2 separate regions of the Mus musculus genome follow, and region 2 is linked to region 1. A link is a contact called in public HiChIP or PLAC-seq data. All regions are on one chromosome and are shown on one strand. Each heading gives the region's core, a stretch centred on a gene start, on an enhancer-like site or on the middle of the called end of the contact. The rest is flanking DNA. Distances are from core to core; before and after follow the strand shown. Region 1 holds the start of 1700030I03Rik (a long non-coding RNA gene). Region 2 holds the start of Rbm25 (RNA binding motif protein 25).

Region 1 (3,062 bases), core at 350-2,849:
TTACTCTACCGAGTGTGGTCAAATGAAAAACAAAACCGGAGCTGCGACACTCAAGCCTACCTCTCTTCACTCAGCCTGATAGCCACCAGCATTTGCTTTCTTTCACGTTGGTGGGTCACTAGCTCAGGACCCATGGTGGTAGCCTGACAGAATTTCTGTCTCAAAGCAGGGTGTTTCGAAGGGCATACGGGTCGTCATCTCCATTTAGATCAGGTCTGTGCCCTGGCCTCTGGGACTTAAGATTCTCCGGGTCTCAGGGAGCCAGATAAGCCTTCAGCGCTAAAACTCTAATCCAGGAAGGGATGGGTTGGAAACGTCTGGCCGGCATGTTGGAAGAGGTCATCCATAGTCCTTGCGGGCCATAATGACTTTTAACCTCATTTCTGTTTCTTGAAGCTTTGAAGCTGTAACAGTCTGCTTGGTGCAGGTGACTGGGGTGGTAAGGAAGGCTGTGGCTACCGCACTGCAGGCTTGGTCCCTGACGGGGCCACTCCATGCTGACACAAAAATGTCCTCAGAGATTAGTCACAGTGTCGCTGTGACCAAACCGTAGTGGAGTCTTTCTAACTTAGCTTGGAAGCTGCAGCGTCGTCATGTCTGACCCTCTCTCTTTCTGCTCCAGTGGAGCTTTTCGGTGACTTTCCTGCCATCTTGCTTGGTTCAAATTGATATAGCCTGAGGCTCAAATCTAGCTCATGATCTAGGGATTTAGTTTTTAATAGTTAAAACAATTACGGTTTTGTGTATGTGTGTGTGTGAAAAATTATGAGTTGAATTTCATTGTCAACACACACACTTTTGGGGACACAGCCACAGCCATCTGGTCTTTTAATTTTCTTTCCATTGTGACATCACCATTGTGACACAGACCCTGTGTTCCACAAACCTAAAGTTTATATTATCTAGACCTTCACATGAAAAGTTTAACTCTCTAACTGCTCTCTCATTTAATGTAAAAGAGTCACCTTATTTTCATAATCACCCTGTTTATGGACTAAGTTTGTATCCCTCCAGAGCTCATGCCCTTGAAGGCCTGCCTCCCCACATCATGGTGTTGGATGGGGATGAAGCCTTTGGGATACAATGCTGTTTAGATGAGGTCATGATGCCGTTGGGGTTCTGATAAAATGAAGACGCCAAAGAGCTTTCTCTACTTGAAGGTTGGGACACAGCCAAATGGTGGCTCTCCTGAAGCCAGGATGAAGGTCAGGACCAGAAAACTCGTCTGTAGTCACGTAATCCCCAGTGTTCCCAGCTTCAGGACCCAGAAGACCAAACACTCCCTCGGTCACCCAGTCTGACATTGTGTCACATCCTACAGCCTGAGCAGACCTAACACACCGAGGAAGGAAGGTACAGGTGGCTCCTGAGGGGTGACCGTAGTTCTGAGGGATAATCTGATTTACATTTTTTTTTCAACTTCAAAGTTGTGCGAAAGCTACACGGATCTCATACAAACTACATGTTGAGCTTTGATCATCTCCGAGCCTGACCCCAATGACAAGTGATCTTTCCTAATGCTGGGTAGCAGGGGCCCAAGCTACAGCCATAGCACACAAGCTGCAGCCATAGCTCAGCCCCAGGATCCCAAGAGGGGAAAACCAAATGTTCACCCGTGTTCCACGGCACCTAGCCTGGACACTGGGTCAGCGAAGTGTATTAAATGCATCTTTTGACTTCATGCTATTTTCAACTTATGGTAAGTTGGTTGGAGTATAACCCATCACAAGCCAAGGGACATCTGCATACTGAAAGAGGGGTTATCTCTGTGTGCTAACATATGCAAATCTGTGAAACTTGTCAAGTGTACTTAGCATAAAAGAACAAAGCACGTTAATGCCATTAGGAAAATGAAATAGTAAATGTTTTCTTTTTCTTTCTGTGGGCCAGTCACTGTGGTCATCTGCCTCTTTTCATTCTGTCACCTCTCACCCCAGGTGGAAGTTCTGCTAGATCTCCGCTCTACAGGAGAGGAAAGGAAGACTTAAGGAATTTTGGTGTCTTGGCTATTGTTTCAATTACTGGGATAGAACACTGTGACCAAAGTCACCTGGGGAGGAAGATGGTTAGTTTCATCTTACGTCTCTCAGAGCACACTCCATCACGAAGGGAAGACAGGGCAGGAACTCAGGGCAAGAACTTAGAGGCAGGAAAGGAAGCACACACCGTGGAGCTCTGCAGCTTACTGGCTTGCTTCCCATTGTTTGCTCACCCTGCTTCCTCATACACCCCAGGCTCATGTGCCTGGGATGACCCCACCCACAACGGGCTGCGGGCTGGGTCCTCCATGTCAATCATCAATCAATTAAAAATAAAAAGGTCTATCTGGTAGGGGCATTTTCTCAACTTGAGGTTTCCTCTTCCTAAATGATTCTAGCTTGTGTCAAGTTTGACATAAAACTAGCCAGAACATTAGATGACATTCCCAAAGAGAGGCTGTTAGGACGAGTGTGTTATTATATGTGGAAACACACTTCTATGTGAGTAACAGAGAAAAGGCTAAGAATGGGAACAGGCTTAGGAAGAGAGATTTATTTAAATTTATACAAGTTAGGTCTAGATACATCTTCCTGTCTAGTCTACCTCACAGGCTTGCCTGGGTCATAATGCATTTAGAAGTACCTGAAAGATCACACAGAACCTGTACTCACGAAGGCCAGGTATTCAGTATCTTAGCAAGGCATCACGTACATATTTTTCAAGTTCTCTTATCAAGTATCCCTTGGATAAGGAAGAACACATGCATCTAGGAGGGCAGGACTTGTTAAGCAAACCATGGTGCCTCTATACCATGGACAACTACGTAGTGGTTAATCACAGGCTGTGATCACATTGTCTGAGCCTGGCCCTCAGACTATGCTGGAGAAATAGGAGAAAGCAGATGAGTGAGTAACAGTTATGTGAGTAACACTTCCTCTGCGGGGTTTTGAGGCCCAGATTCTGAGCATAAAGGGAGGAGAAATGGCGGTAAGAAAGAAGAGGCCTAGGAGAACTGCCTGCAATTCTATACCTAAACTGAAAGTGCCAATGCACACACACATGCACACGCACAAGCACACGCG
Region 2 (3,062 bases), core at 371-2,870, 510 kb before region 1:
GTAAAAAGTCTCTGAAACGTCTGACTCTTAATTCTTAAGTAACACCATTTATTAGTATAAGCCAACATCATGTTATACAAAATTTTAGTGAGCATTTTACATACATTTTTTCCAGTCCCAAAGTCCAACCTGTGAAGTGGATCGAAATGTAACTCTCATTTTACTGATGAAGAAAATCAAGACTTAAAAAAGTTTAATAAGCACATTGTCTGCTTGAATCACAACTGAGCAATTGAATGTCTTATGAGAACACTGAACTCTTTGAAATATCTTTTATAAAAAAATTAAAGTTCTCACAAAATTACATTCGTGGTGTGAATACTCCCCGTTAAACTATCAACCTTTCTTAAATCTATATACAGGCTTACAAGAATCAATATCATACAGCGACCCTCTTACTTGTGGGGAAAAAAAACAAGAGATTTTTAAACTGAAGAGAAACTGAAATTGAGGGTGCTCACAGACAACACACAAAAAAACTGTTTATACAATACTGCCTCTACCTGATTCACCTTATTTCACTAAAGCACTATGATACAAGAGAAGCCCAATCTTTTCCCTCCTTTTGGTCGGCTTTACTCTGACCTGTATCAAAATGGCATTTCCACGTCAATATAAATCCATTATTACATAACTTCAAGATAACCTTCATACTCTTATTTCGAAAACTGTATTTAAAAATCAATACTGAAAACAAAAGGAGGGCAGCATATTTTAATATGAAGAAGGCTGGTGCCGCCTAGAATGAATGGAGAGATCCTTTACAGCATCCCTCCCAATCGGAAAGGGGATCAGACGGTGAAACTCATCACTAGCTCCAACAAGCAGGAAAGGTGCTTTAAAACCAAAAAAGTGGCCACTCGATAAACTCAAGGAGGGGTGGGGCCCGTTCTTTTGGCGGCTGGCACTAGACTACCAGACAGAAAAGAAATCCGTTGGTGGCCCGCACCTCGCTCCAAGAGTGGGCGCAGGCTACTTTCAAGGCGCAGCCTGGAGGCACTTGAGTCCTCGGCCCCGGAAACCTACTGAGAGGTGGCTCTGGAGGCCCCGAGGAGACAAGGGCCTCCGGGCCGACCGATCCTAGCCCTGGCTAAGACAGGAGCCCCGTCAGGGCCCGAGGCGATTCGCTCCCAAACTGAAACGGAAGCCAATAGACAAAGTGGGCGACAAAAAATAAAATAAAATTCCCGGAGGACCGCTCCGGCCGTGGGCCCGGCCTCCCCGGGCTCCTGGTTCACTGGTTTTTCCGAGGCCTTGGAGGGGAAGAGAAGCCCGAGCCGCGTGCCCGTCCCCTCCCCCACCCCGCCCCGTCTCCCCACCCCCCCCCACCCCCCACCCCGCTGGGCCTCCACAGCGGCCCTGGCTTCTCCGCCGCCGCCTCCTCCTCCCGCAGCTGAGGTAGCAGGTCGAGCGGTTTCCTCACGCGTTCGGAAGCGTGGACTCACCCGCCGCTAAGAAAACGGTACTGTCTTCGCGGCCTCTGGGCGTCAGGTGATGGAGTGGGGCTCCACCGGTTCGAGGTGTCTGCGCGCCGCCCGACTCTAGAGACTGGTTCCGAAGCGCCTACTCGCCTAGGCCGCAAAACACAGCCGCGCTGCGCGGGGAGCTCCTGGAGGGCTTCCTCTTGCCCGGCGTGCACTGCGCCAGGAGGCGTGGAAAGGGATAACCATAGAGAAGGTGATGCCTAGATAGTCTCCGCCGTCGCCTCTGACTCATTAAGTACAGAGGGATGACCATAGAGTGGGATTGTCTAGTGGGACCTAGAGAGGCTCGAGCTGTAAATTACCACCCACCCTGCCATTTTTGATTGGAGCCGATTGAATCTTATGACTGTGCGACGCCATCTTGAGGTCAAGGTTCCGGCTGGTTACTCGCGCGGGGCTTGTTACAGGTTTTCTCACATTTTTTGGTAGTTCGTTTTCCAGGAATTAGAACCTTGGTCTCCTGATTCTTGGAGGTTCGATGACCTGATACCTGGGCGGGACCGAGAACCTCAATAGAAAGCCCAGATGTCATTTGTTCTTCGCAAAGTACTGCTCACACCAAGAAATAACTGGCAACGGCTATATTGGGTTTTTTGGACTTTTTGTGCGTACACACACTATATCTTAGGCGAGGTAACAGGGTCAAAGAGGTAACTAGATGCTTGGTATCTTCAGAAACCTGTAAGAATATTTAATGCAACTTTCCGCAGTGTGCGAATGACTAAAAATACTAAAACAGTGAAAATGAATACTCACAAATTACTGGGTTATCCAAATTATGGAATTTATAAGCAGTATCTGCTGCTTTTGTTTCCTGTTACTCAGAAGGATTTTATAATTCGTTTACAAGGAGCTTGTCTCTCTGAAGGTGGAGAGTGAGATTTATTCCTGTCCTGGGAGAGCTGGAGTCCTGGGATAACAAATAGCAAACCTTGGTTGGTTAGTGTATTAGTCAGGGTTCTCTAGAGTCACAGAACTTATGGATAATTTCTAAATAGTAAAGGAATTTATTGATGACTTACAGTCGGCAGCCCAATTCCCAACAATGGTTCAGTCGCAGCTGTGAATGGAAGTCCAAGGATCTAGCAGTTACTCAGTCTCACGCAGCAAGCAGGCGAAGGAGCAAGAGCAAGAGCTAGAGCTAGACTCCCTTCTTCCAATGTCCTTATATTGTCTCCAGCAAAAGGTGTAGCCCAGATTAAAGGTGTGTTCCACCACACCTTTAATCCCAGATGAAAGGCATAGCCCAGATTAAAGGTGTGTTCCTTAACTCGGAGATTCAATCTTCTGGAATCCATAGCCACTATGGCTCAAGATCTTCAAACCAAGATCCAGATAAGGATCTCCAAGCCTCCAGATAAGGGTCACTGGTGAGCCTTCCAATTCCGAATTGTAGTTCATTCCAAATATTGTCAAGTTGACAACCAGGAATAGCCACTACAATCCACCCCTTGTCAACTTGACACAAATAATATCTCATGTTCACATGAAACAATAACAAGGTTGTAAATACGCCTAACATGATATAACTATCCCTCGTACAATCGCAAACGCATTAGTAAATTTACAATGGGCATT

The links. HiChIP or PLAC-seq counts read pairs in DNA pulled down with a chosen protein or histone mark.
Region 2: a contact with region 1 is called in an H3K4me3 HiChIP or PLAC-seq map of forebrain, with 3 times the contacts expected there. The contact joins the promoter of Rbm25 here to the promoter of 1700030I03Rik in region 1. A contact is called at or near these places in 1 of 39 promoter capture datasets (hippocampal neurons), 3 of 484 Hi-C or Micro-C datasets (the HPC-7 cell line, embryonic fibroblasts and palatal mesenchyme), 4 of 115 datasets of contacts at active chromatin or transcription factors (embryonic forebrain, embryonic hindbrain, fetal liver and 1 more) and 1 of 9 other capture datasets (embryonic stem cells).

What each region holds. Positions count from the first base shown.
Region 1 is chr12:83,119,952-83,123,013 of GRCm38.p6, reverse strand. 1700030I03Rik (a long non-coding RNA gene) reads right to left here and starts at 1,599. Exons shown (of 2, transcript XR_872868.2): 1 at 61-1,599. The region is part of intron 15 of Rgs6 (regulator of G-protein signaling 6); the gene reads right to left.
Region 2 is chr12:83,630,801-83,633,862 of GRCm38.p6, reverse strand. Rbm25 (RNA binding motif protein 25) reads right to left here and starts at 1,620. Exons shown (of 19, transcript NM_027349.4): 1 at 1,446-1,620.